2 separate regions of the Mus musculus genome follow, and region 2 is linked to region 1. The links are chromatin contacts, called in public Hi-C maps. All regions are on one chromosome and are shown on one strand. The core of a region is the stretch at or near the end of the contact, and the rest is flanking DNA. Distances in the headings are between cores, read along the strand shown.

Evidence for each region. A called contact is a pair of places that touch in the nucleus more often than the background predicts.
Region 2: a contact with region 1 is called in a Hi-C map of muscle stem cells, with 2.3 times the contacts expected there. The contact joins two enhancer-like sites. A contact is called at or near these places in 2 of 39 promoter capture datasets (the C10 cell line and embryonic stem cells), 3 of 484 Hi-C or Micro-C datasets (CD8 T cells, cerebellum and muscle stem cells), 6 of 115 datasets of contacts at active chromatin or transcription factors (CD8 T cells, embryonic stem cells, extraembryonic endoderm stem cells and 2 more) and 3 of 9 other capture datasets (adipose tissue, liver and pancreatic islet).

Annotation. Positions count from the first base shown.
Region 1 is chr6:122,761,098-122,766,719 of GRCm38.p6, forward strand. It overlaps a transcript of Slc2a3 not described here. Among named protein-coding and RNA genes, the nearest start is that of Slc2a3, 21 kb to the left of the region's middle. RefSeq lists an enhancer at 2,932-5,622. Within about 2 kb of position 3,409, at least 236 of the 459 cell types and tissues checked have an H3K27ac peak or open chromatin away from gene starts, as enhancers often do. A contact at or near this core is called in muscle stem cells and trophoblast stem cells, where this site is marked.
Region 2 is chr6:122,831,250-122,836,779 of GRCm38.p6, forward strand. Foxj2 (forkhead box J2) reads left to right here. Exons shown (of 11, transcript NM_021899.3): 3 at 187-261; 4 at 1,689-1,757; 5 at 1,912-2,052; 6 at 2,432-2,627. It overlaps Mir7231 (microRNA 7231), which reads left to right and starts at 128; the gene lies at 128-188. Within about 2 kb of position 3,317, at least 12 of the 459 cell types and tissues checked have an H3K27ac peak or open chromatin away from gene starts, as enhancers often do. A contact at or near this core is called in muscle stem cells and trophoblast stem cells, where this site is marked.

The sequences.
Region 1 (5,622 bases), core at 2,159-4,658:
CTCCAATGGAACCAGCCAGTTACAGAAATATTTGGAGGAGGCGGGCTCAGAAACCAAAGTATCTCTTCTCTCTTCCCAGCAAGCTAAGCCCCGCCTGCTGACGTCTCACTTTCTTTTTGGGGGGTGGGCTGCGTAATGCAGACGTGCGAAGAGGACCGTTCAGCTGGTCCTCTGAATCTCCGGAGCGACCTGCTACATCACTCAGTCCTGTCTCTCCCTTATTCTACTCCCCTCCTGTGGAATTTGTTTTCTTGTTATGTTGCCGAGAGATGCAACCATCAGCTCCCGGTTGTCCTGGTTTTCTTCATCCTGTTTCTCTGACTTTTTTTTTTTTTTTTTTTGACACAAATCTGCAAAATCTCATGGGTGTGTAACAAGATATCCTGAGCATTTAATGGAATGGTTTATATGCAGACTTATAGAATGACTGTGGAATGATTTTGGAAATGTGTGTAAAAAGAAATGTGTGTAATAGTCCCTGCCTTTTGGTGGATCCTACAATTCTTTTTTTGTTGTTGTTGTTTGTTTTTGTTTTTTTCGAGACAGGGTTTCTCTGTTTAGCCCTGGCTGTCCTACAATTCTTTAAATGTTCAAATGCAGAAAAATTCTTTTGCCTACAAGCACATTTTAAATTAGCTTTCAGGTATGGTTGTTGTTTTTTTGTTTTTGTTTTTCTCCCTAGTAATGGGCTTGAAAAAGCAGGGTCTTGAACATAACTGGGGAATCTCCCACAGCAAGGTATCTCCTAAGATCTTTTTTCATTGATGTTTTTGTGCGTGTTTGAGACAGGGTCTCATGTAACCCTGGCTAGCCTGGAACCCCCAGAGATCCACAGGACCAACACCACCCTGACCAACCTTTTTTAATTTTTAATTTTTTTTAAGACAAGGTCTCAAGTAGTTCAGGATGACCTTGAACTCACTATGTAGCCAAGGCTACCCCAGGCTCATGACAACATTGTAATTCTCCCAGCTCAGCCTCCTGAAAGCTGGGATTACAGAAGTGCATCACCAGGCCAGACTTCCTATTGTCATTTATTTTTGAAATGGGGTCCCACTGTGTTCCTTAGGCAGGTTTTGAACTGCTATTCTGCCTAAGTCTCCTCATAGCTGGGATTACAGGCCAGCTGGAGGATAACTTTTAAATCTAATGTTATCACAATTATACCTAAGTGGCTGCTTCAATCTAGTTTTTCCTTGTTAGTGTTTTTATTGAGACAGGTCTGGAATCATTTAGACCAGGCTGGCCTCGAACTTGTAGATCTGCCTGTCTCTGCCTCCCAAGCGCAGGGATTAAAGATTTGAGCACCAGTGTTTTCTTTACAAAGTTCATAGGAAAGAAATGGTCTATTAAATCCCATGCCCTGACCAATGGCTCTCTATTTAGACCTTACCTTGATACTTTCTGGTCAACACCCTTTCATATGAAGGCTTGTTGTGTTTGTTTGTTTTTAATAAGGTTCTCATATTGCCCAGAGTGGCCTAGAACTAGACAAGTAGTTAAGGACGGCCTTGAACTCCTTTCTGATCCTCCTAGTTCTACCTCCCTGGCAAGGGGATTACAGGCATGAGCACCACACCCAGTTTAATGAGTTCTATTTACTAACAGACAACAACACATCACAGCAGGAGAGACCTGTTTTAGCTAGGGTTGTTTGTGCTGTAATAAAACACCAGGACCAAGCCGGGAGTGGTGGCACACGCCTTTAATCCCAGAGGCAGGTGGATTTCTGAGTTTGAGGCCAGCCTGGTCTACAAAGTGAGTTCCAGGACAGGGAGGGTTATACAGAGAAACCCTGTCTCGAAAAGCCAAAACAAAACCCAACAAACAAACAAACAAACAACAAAAAAACCCAAAAACACCAGGACCAGAGCACATGGAGAAAAGAGGTCTCTGTGGCCCATTTCCACCTCAGCGCTGAAGTCACATTTGAACACTCGTAGTTATCAGCTATCCAGGTCTCTCTCACCGTGACATTATCTGTGTATATAACGTAGTTTGGTCATGCTCACTCACTATTACCCTCTCTAGACCCCTCCCACTCCCACAGGAAGCATCTTCCAAGGCTAGGGATCTGGAGGCTGCAGATAAACAGCTGATACCGAGTTCCAGGAAAGGAGCCACCCCCCTGGTACTCAGTGAGGGCCCTATTCCCAGGCTGTTTGGAGAGCCTCTCAGGTCAGAGGAGATGGAGAGGCCACAGAGAGAGGCCAGTGAGGCAACAAGGCTCTTGGGACACTGTGGTCCACAAACCCTAAAACACTTACATAATCTGACCCTTTGCAGTAAAAGTTACCAACTCCCGAGTTTTACTGTAGATGAGGCAAATGAAATGGGACCTTAAAGCTGTGAGATCACAGTCATTGGCTGGGATCAGAAGAAGGAAGGAGGCACTGTCTGTGGTAGCAGAGGCTGGAGACAAAGAACATGCCTCTGAGCGGGGAAACTCTGAGGACTTCCTGTGAATGAAAAAATGGTCCAGCCAAGACTGACAACCGACCGTACTCAACAGGAAAGTCTTTCTCAGTCTCAGTCTCTCTCTCAATATCTTTCATTTCATGTAACAGGAATCCACGGGAGTGCCACCGTGAGAGTGCCCTACTTAAGGGCACTGGGCCTAGAGGCTGGTTTTCCAGGTTCCCCCGGGGCCTGCAGGCAGCTTTAGATTTTACTGGAGAGTAAGCACTGAGAGGAAGTCACTTTGAGTATACTGCTGTCATCCATGTCATTAGTGAGGGAAAAACTGGGACTGGAGGAGAGGTGGCTGAAGATTAGTTGATGAATTGTCCTTAGGTTTTCTTTACACCCACCTTAGTCATTTTTTGTGAACACCTCCTTCCCCCCGCGCGCGCGCTTAAAAGGTAGCAAACAGTCTGCATAGACCCAACCAAAGACCAATGTAGGGAGATAACTGTTGAGCATGGGCCAAGGCCAACAGACTCAGCAGGGAGTTCCTCATTTTCTCATGGGTAATATTCCCTTTTCAGGCTGGAGAAGTGAGGGTCAGAGACTGAAGCACTTAGGTTAAACATCCCAGCTCAAGATGTGTTTAAAGGATAACATGCTTAGATTTTCTAATGCCAATTTACAACACATCAGATTATGTCCCGCGACTGGTGTTATGAAGAACATGTCTATCCAAAGTCCTAAAATGTCATTAAGGGTTAAATGCATGCAAGCAGCGTTCACGTGCTTCCTTGGTTTGGGGCACAGAGAAAGGTAGAGTACGGCGGATGTTAGGACGGCGAGGCAGGCACCAGAAAGCCCTTATTTCTACTTTCTTCTGCTTATTTCGACCCCGACGCACGCCTAAATAGCAAGTAGCACAAAATGTATAGCCCTAATGTGCAGGGCTGTTCTTTTCCGTCGGTCGTCGATCGTGCCACAGTGGCGCAGTTCGCTGCGGATGGTGCAGGGTGACCCAACGCTCTGCGCATGCTCACACACATCTGATCCTTCCCAGGCCCACCCTTTCCTTCTTCCTGGTGGTCTGCAGCCCACCCTACCTTTTACTTCTAAATTCACCCTCCGCCTTTCCCAGTCCGTTTCTTTCTTTTTAATACCCCCACCCCCGCCTCCTCCCGACAAGTCAACCAAAAACGTCAAGGGAACGTGAGGACCAAGGGAAGGAGCGGAACACTGCAGGATGCGCGAATGAGTCAGCGAGCTGGGGAGGCAGATCCAAGCGACTCAGGGACCGCGGGGGCTGCCGGGCGCCGTGCCAATACGCACGTCCCTTCTGCCGGGCGGGGTCGGCCAGCGCCCACCGGATGGGGCTGAGAAAGTGCAGTTGTCAGGAATCCGAGGCATCTCTGTGGAGCAGCAGGTTACGCCAGAGTCTGCCTCGAGGGCGAGGGCGAATGCCCCACCTGCGCCCGGCAGTCTCCCCACCTGTCCATCTATTTTGCCGCAGGCCATTCGGCTTCGTCGTGCAGCACACCAGGTCGCTCACGTTTCCCACGCTGCCTGCTTCTTTTTATTTCAGTCAGCTTTACATATACTACGCGTGCAAAAGCGTTCACCCATTCCAGCTGTTCGGGTAGATGACTAATTTTTGATGCCTGCAGTCTCCTGTCTCCGTGCCACCCCACTGCAATCATCAGAGTGCAAATTTACTCTTAGAACATTCTCCTGCAGCATGCTCTCACTGAGGTTACCCGGTCATTGTTCGGTGGCATTCGAGCGACTGTAGGCTTTTGTAACGGACCCAGCAGGAGGAGATAATCTGGGAGAGACACCAGCTCCTCCCCTTAGCTATCAACCTATTCAAACAATGGACCAAAGAATTAAAATTTCCCCAGGACTCCCAAGCGTTTGAGGGTGGAGGTGGGGTGCAGATCCCCTGGTGAGGAGGGTTAAGGGACGGTGGTGGGGGTGGGGTGGGGGTTAGGACGGGGCACTTTGCCTACCGGGAAAGATTTCACAGGGATCTGACAACTTTATCATACCCTTATTTCCTGGCCTTTGTTTCATCACTTCTGTAAAATTTACACCTGTTACAGAAATGGCGGAGAAAAACTAGGCATCATTCTCTGTTTTGGACAAGTCGTACATAAATCCAATTTTCCTTCAATTTTGCTTCCTTATATCTTTTAAAATGTATCAGGAAGCTGGTCGGATTGACACAAACATTTAATCCCAGCACTCTGGAGAAGAGGCAGGAGGATCAGTGAGTTAGAGGTCAACTAGGTCTATGTGGTGAATTGCAGGATATCCAAAGCTACATCTTGAGACCCTGCCTTGAAAAATTAGAACAAGGAAAAAAAGAACCAGGTTTAAGATGTAAATGTCTTCCTGTGACATTTTTCTCAGTTACTTTTTCATATATTAGCAGATAGGAGGTATTTCTTATGGACCGTACACAGTTAAAATGGGGAACGAGTTAAACTTATTTTTCATCTCTGCGCAGTATTTGGATGCTCCCCCCCCCCAGCCCCCACCAAGACAACTGGATTCACTGACTAATCCTTTCTGAGAGGTAATTGTTTTCTCTCTCTCTCTCTCTCTCTCTCTTTCTTTCTTTCTCTTTTTCTTTTTTCCTTCCTGAGGAAAGCTGCAGGGAAAAGAAGCACTTAAAGACTCAATTGCAGCTGAGTAGAAAGCCAGGTGGGACTGAAAGGAATTTTCCGAAGAATTGGGGGGTGGGGGTGGGGCACAGACATTAAAGGCTCTGTTTTAAAAACCAGGCACTCCAAGTCTCATGGTGTGGTTGTAAAAGCGACTGGAAGGCTGCCTTTGGGCAGACAGGATGTGAATTCCTGCAATAGACTCATAAAAGAAAATGTAAACTCGGACCATTGAGCCTAATGAAAGATGGGAGCTGAGAACAGTAGATTTGTCCTCCCACAGAGGGTGTGGTGTGTGTCTGGTGTGGTGTGTCTGGTGTGTGTGTGTGTGTGTGTGTGTGTGTGTGTGTGTGTGTGTGTGTGTGTGTTTAGGAAAAACAATCTAAGAGAAGGACACAAAGATGACTCGTAGGAAGGGCATTTCAAGATTTGCCTATCAACACCTGGGAAGCAGAGACAGGAGTGTTCAAAGCTGTAGGTTCAAGGTCAGCCTGGTCTGCACGTGAGTATCAGGCAGGGCAGCCATAGTTTTACAGTAAGACAGACAGACAGAGAG
Region 2 (5,530 bases), core at 2,067-4,566, 70 kb after region 1:
GGTCACCGTCACCTCTGACTTCGGTGGTTTTCTCCCCTCACCCCTCTGCTCTCTGTGCAGCCCTCCCTCCCGCAGTACAGGCTGAGGTGCTGCAATGGGCCCTGGAACTATGTTCTTCTGTGTCCCTTTGGGGAACACTGGGGCATACCCAATGCTCAGACCTAACTTGCTTCTTTGTTTCCCCAGAATTCCATTCGACACAACCTTTCCCTTAACAAGTGTTTCCGGAAGGTGCCCAGACCTCGGGATGACCCTGGGAAGGTGAGTCGCTGCTGCAGGAATCAAAGGGAGGAGGAAGGAGAGGTGACACTCAGAGTCCGGTGGCTGTGCTGATGACCAGGGAGGAAACCATGTTAGCTTTAGAAGCATCGTTGTGTTTTCCTCAGAGGAAGAGCATGGCTGCCAAGCTGCTGGGTCTTTCCTAGAGTGGGAGACTAAGGAAGACTATGAAATCTTTTTGTTTTAATAGGAATGTTTATGATGGAGTTGTCTTTGAGATTCTTTCTCTCTCTCCCTCCCTCCCTCCCTCCCTCCCTCCCTCCCTCCCTCCCTCCCTCCCTCCCTCCCTCCCTCTCTTTCTTTCTTTCTTTCTTTCTTTCTTTCTTTCTTTCTTTCTTTCTTCTCACTATGTAGACCTGGCTGACCTGGAACTTTATATGTAGACCAGGCTAACCCCAACTCATAGATTCAAGTGGTGGGATTAAAGACATACATCAGTATAGGTGTGGTATTACACATCTTTAATCCCAGCACTCAGGAGGCAGAGACAAGTGGATTTGTGTGACTATGAGGCCAGTGTGGTCTTCATAAAGAGTTCCAGGATAGCCAGGGCCTTAGAGAGAGACTCTGTCTCAAAAAATTAAAAAAAAAAACAAAACTAAACAAATAGCAAAGGCATGTCCTTATGCCCAGCCTTTTAATTTTTTAAAGATAGAGTCTCACACTCTGTAGCCCAGGCTGGCGGGACCCCCTTTCTTTTGAGAAGCACTTGTTTCTACATGTAAAATGTTGGCTTAGTTAGTTTTGTTTTGTTTTGTTTTTGAGACAGGTTTTACTGTGTAGCCCAGACTGGCCTCAGACTTGTCATTCTCCTGCCTTAGTCCCTCCTGAGTGCTGGATTACTGGTGTGTACCAACATCGCCAGTTTGCTCGCTAACCTTTCGGAAGCTTTTCTGTGTGGTCTCAGGCCTGACCTTAACGGGAGAAGGGAGAGGTTCTTCCCATTTGACAGATGCTAACGCTTAAGGCACTTTTGCCTCAGGTCGTAGGGGAAGGGACCAGGTTTTCTGGCCTTTCTCAGCTCTCTGACATAGTCTCTGACATTAGTCTTCTGCCCCTTTGGAACGTTTGAAGCTAGTGTTTGGACTGCTCTGTGACCTCCGAGGGCAGATTTACTCCTCGCTAGCACTCAGCTCCCTTGGGATTCCGTCAGGAGGTCTAGCCTGGCGTCTTCTCTCTCCCCTCCTTCCCTTTCCTTTTTCTCTTTTCTCTTGCTTGATCTTCCTTCCTTCCTCCTCTCTTCTATTCTGTCTTGGGGAATCCAACACCATGCTAGGCAAACACTCTGCCACTGAGCTACATTCCCGAGCCCCACCCCATTTTCAGCATGACTGCTATTAGAGGCTCTTTCCAACAGGAACTTTATAGGTAATGCTTCTCTTTCCCGTGGGGTTGGGTTCCCCTTCCAGGGCTCCTATTGGACAATTGACACCTGCCCTGACATTTCCCGGAAGAGAAGACACCCTCCAGATGATGACGTAAGTGCTCTCTTCTTTGGGAGAGCTCTTTCTTGGATTTTAGTCATTTCTGTGACTAAATGCGGGTTAGCACCAGCAAGGTGGAGCCACAAGCTGGCTCGTGGGTGGGTGCCTCACCCTGCATACAGCTTTTCTCTTCTTTCACAATTCTCAGCTATCCCAAGACTCCCCAGAGCAGGAAGCCAGCAAAAGCCCCCGGGGAGGTGTTCCAGGGAGTGGAGAAGCCTCACTCTCTCACGAGGGGACTCCTCAGATGTCACTTCAGAGCCCCTCCTCCGTGGCCAACTACAGCCAGGTAGGAAGCTGAGATGACAAGCATAGGGTAATTGGACGGATGGTTCAGTGGGTTTGGATATCACGCCGTTCACTTGCATATTGAGTACCTTGTCATGTGCTAGGCAGATAGATTGGGAAAGAAGGAAAAAGCAAAGGAGGAAAACCCAGCCAGAAGGAAGGAGGTGCAGAGAGGCATGGAGGTGCACTAGGGAAGGGCTTGTAGAAAAGAAATGGAGAGTGATGTAGAAGCCAGGTTCAAGATGGCCAATGAGAGCGGGAAGAGCCGGTGATGCTGTGCCATTGGCCAGCTGGAGACGGTGAAGAGGACAGACCTGACTGACCCTGGTGGGTTATGCTGCTTAGAAGGCTTAGGTCACCGTTCTTACCTGTCTTTGCAGGGCCCAGGGTCTGTGGATGGTGGAGCAGTGGCAGCAGGGGCCCCAGGCCAGGAGAGCACAGAGGGCGCCCCTCCCCTCTACAACACCAACCATGACTTCAAATTCTCCTACTCAGAGATCAACTTTCAGGACCTAAGCTGGTCCTTCCGCAACCTCTACAAGTCCATGCTGGAGCGGTCCTCCTCCTCCCAGCACGGTGAGTCTGCAGTGGGACAGGCGGGGACATCCTTGTTTTTTTTTTTTTTTTTTTTTCTTTCCTCTTTTTCTTTGACACAGGGTCCCTCTTTGTAGCTTTGGCTGGTCTGGAACTTGCTAGGTAGATCAGGCTGGCTTTGAACGTAAAGAGATCTGCATGTCTCCCCCTTCTGGTTGCTGGGACTGAAAGTTTCTTATACTGTCAAGTGGTAATGTTCTCTTCTCTCCCTATTTTCTGTCTTTTGTTTTTTTTTGAGATTACATTCTCTCTCTCTCTCTCTCTCTCTCTCTCCCCCCCCCTCTCTCTCTCTCTCTCTCTCTCTCTCTGTGTGTGTGTGTGTGTGTGTAGTCTTTAAAAAATGTTACAATGCGCAAGTCCCAGGGAACAAACTTGCATTGGGTTTGGCAGCAGATGCACTTACCTGAACATGCCATCTTGCCAGCTCCCAATTTCTCGTTTTAATATATGAAACTGGTCAGAGGACTAAACTATTTGGTACAGACAGCTGACTCAGAGGCACACTAGGGTATTATCTTCAGAAAACGAATCAGAGGACAATCCAAAGGCAGCGATTTCCCTCACATCCTCCACCCCAGTCCTGGGATTTGACCCAGGGGCTGTGTGTGTTAGAGTGCTCTACCACTGGGCTACACCTCTAGTCCAGGGGTAATGAGTTCCCAGCTGTGAGCGAGTCATTCAGAGTATGACCACTAGGGGACAGTAGTGGCACCCTCTCCCCAAGAATCCTTATGCTTTATAATAAGAACAACTTAATTTTCTCTTTCAGTTAGTTAGTTAGTTAGTTAGTTAGGGTGAGAGAGAATTACAGATATCCCAGGCTGGCTTTGCGCTTGCTATGTAGCCAAGGATGACTTTGAATGATCCTTGTCTGGTGCCGACTGCTGGAATTACAGCTGTGCTCCGTCACATCTGGTTTAGTACTGGGGATGGAACCAGGGCTCATACAGTGGGAGCAAGTGCTCAGCTACGACTAAGGCTGCCAACTGAACCTCACCTCCAGCTCCTACTGCTCTATCCTGTCTTATTTTTTCCTTTTTGAGTCAGGGTCTTGCTGTGTAGCATTATCTGTCCTGAACCTCACTAAGTAGACCAGCCTGGCCTTGAACTCAGAGCAATGCCTGTCTCTGCCTCCTGAGTGCTGGGATTAAAGCTACTATATTTTTTATTTGTTAGTTTTTATTATAAAACATTGCAAACAGATGAGAAACAACCCCTGGCCTCCGTCACTCACCTTTATTTTGCTCAGCTTATTTGACCTGCCACTGAACTTGGTTCCAAGTGGAAACAGTTGAGCGAATTTCCCAGGCCTCATGCCATTCTCTACAAATGCAGTTTCAGGAAGCATCACAGTGATGAGAGCCTCTCCTGTAGCTTTCCACCACACCATCACCATACCTAACACAGTTAATAGACAGTGCTTTCCCAACAGCAGCCAATATCTGCCCCATTGGCAAACTTCCACAGTTACTGAGAATGACTTAAAGTCCTCATTGGGTGGCTTTCTGAGAGATGGTGTGCCTCAGCCCTCTGCAATGATCACATCTGTGTACTATTCTAGTTTGCTTTCTGTTGCTGTGGTAACAGCCATGACCGAGTGATCCTGGAGAGGAAAGAGGGGCAGGAACTGATCAGAGGCCATGGGGTAGGCTGCTTGCCACCTTATTCCTCATGGCTGTGCAGCCTACTCTGTTTTCTTGAGTTTCATGGTTTCTCCATGTAGTCCTGGCTGTCCTGGAACTTACTATGTAGATCAGGGTGGCCTTGAGCTCATAGAGATCTGCCTGTCTTCACCTCCTGAGTGCTGGGATTAAAGATGTATGCCACCATGGTGAGCTTCAGCCTGCTTTCTTAACCACCTGCCCAGGGTTGACACTTCCCACAGTGGTCTGGGTCCTCCCATATCAATCATCAATCAAGAAAATGTCGTCCCCCACCCCATCTACTGCCCAGTGTGATGGATGCATTTTCTCAATTGAACAATTGATGTTCCGTCTTTCTAGATGACCCTAACTTGTGTTAAGTTGACAAAAAACTAACCACACAAACATACCATACACATGTATGCTTGCGCGCGCGCGCGCACACACACACACACACACACACTTTCACAGAGGCACACAATTTTGCATGTGTGTTTGCATGTTTGTGTGTGTGTGTGTGTCCGTCCAATTGTCTGTGTGAATGTGTAGATATGCTTGCCTTTGGAGGCCTGAGGTCAGTTCAAATGTTTTCTTCAGCCGCCCTCCACCTTATGCAGGGTTGCTCAGTTGAATCCAGAACTTGCCCATTAGGCATGTCCAGCTAGTCACCTTGCTCTAGAGTCCCCTTATCTCTGCGCCCTGGGCTCTGGGATTCCAGGTGGGCTGCACACCTACCTAGCGCTTACATGAACGCTGGGGATCTGAACTCTGGTTCTCACAATCTCATAGCAAGCACTTTACCCTTCTTTCCAGCCCCAGTTCATGTAGACGTTGTGGTGGGGCTGAGAGTTCACGTGATGGCCTTGTGGCCTCCTTGGTAGTCCTTTGTAGGCAGCGTGGGCTAGCCAGAGTGATGAGGGATACAGGGCCTCAGTCACATTAACTCTTCTCTCTGAGGTCTATCATCCCAACTGAGAGAAAACCTGAACACTGATTTGGTCTGTTACAAGTTCCTCCCTCTCCCCCCCTTCTGCTCCCTCCTCCTCCCAGGCCTCTTCTGCCATCCTCCTCTCCTGTTTCAGTCTTTCTCTTTTCCTTTCTTCTTAACAAGGTCTCTGTAGCCCATGCTGGCCTCCAATTTAGAGATCCTCCTGTTTCTGCCTCCTGAGTGCTGGGCCTGAATGATCCTCCCACCTTGGACTCCTGAATGTTAGGAGTGTGGACACTGGGCTCTGTGGCCAG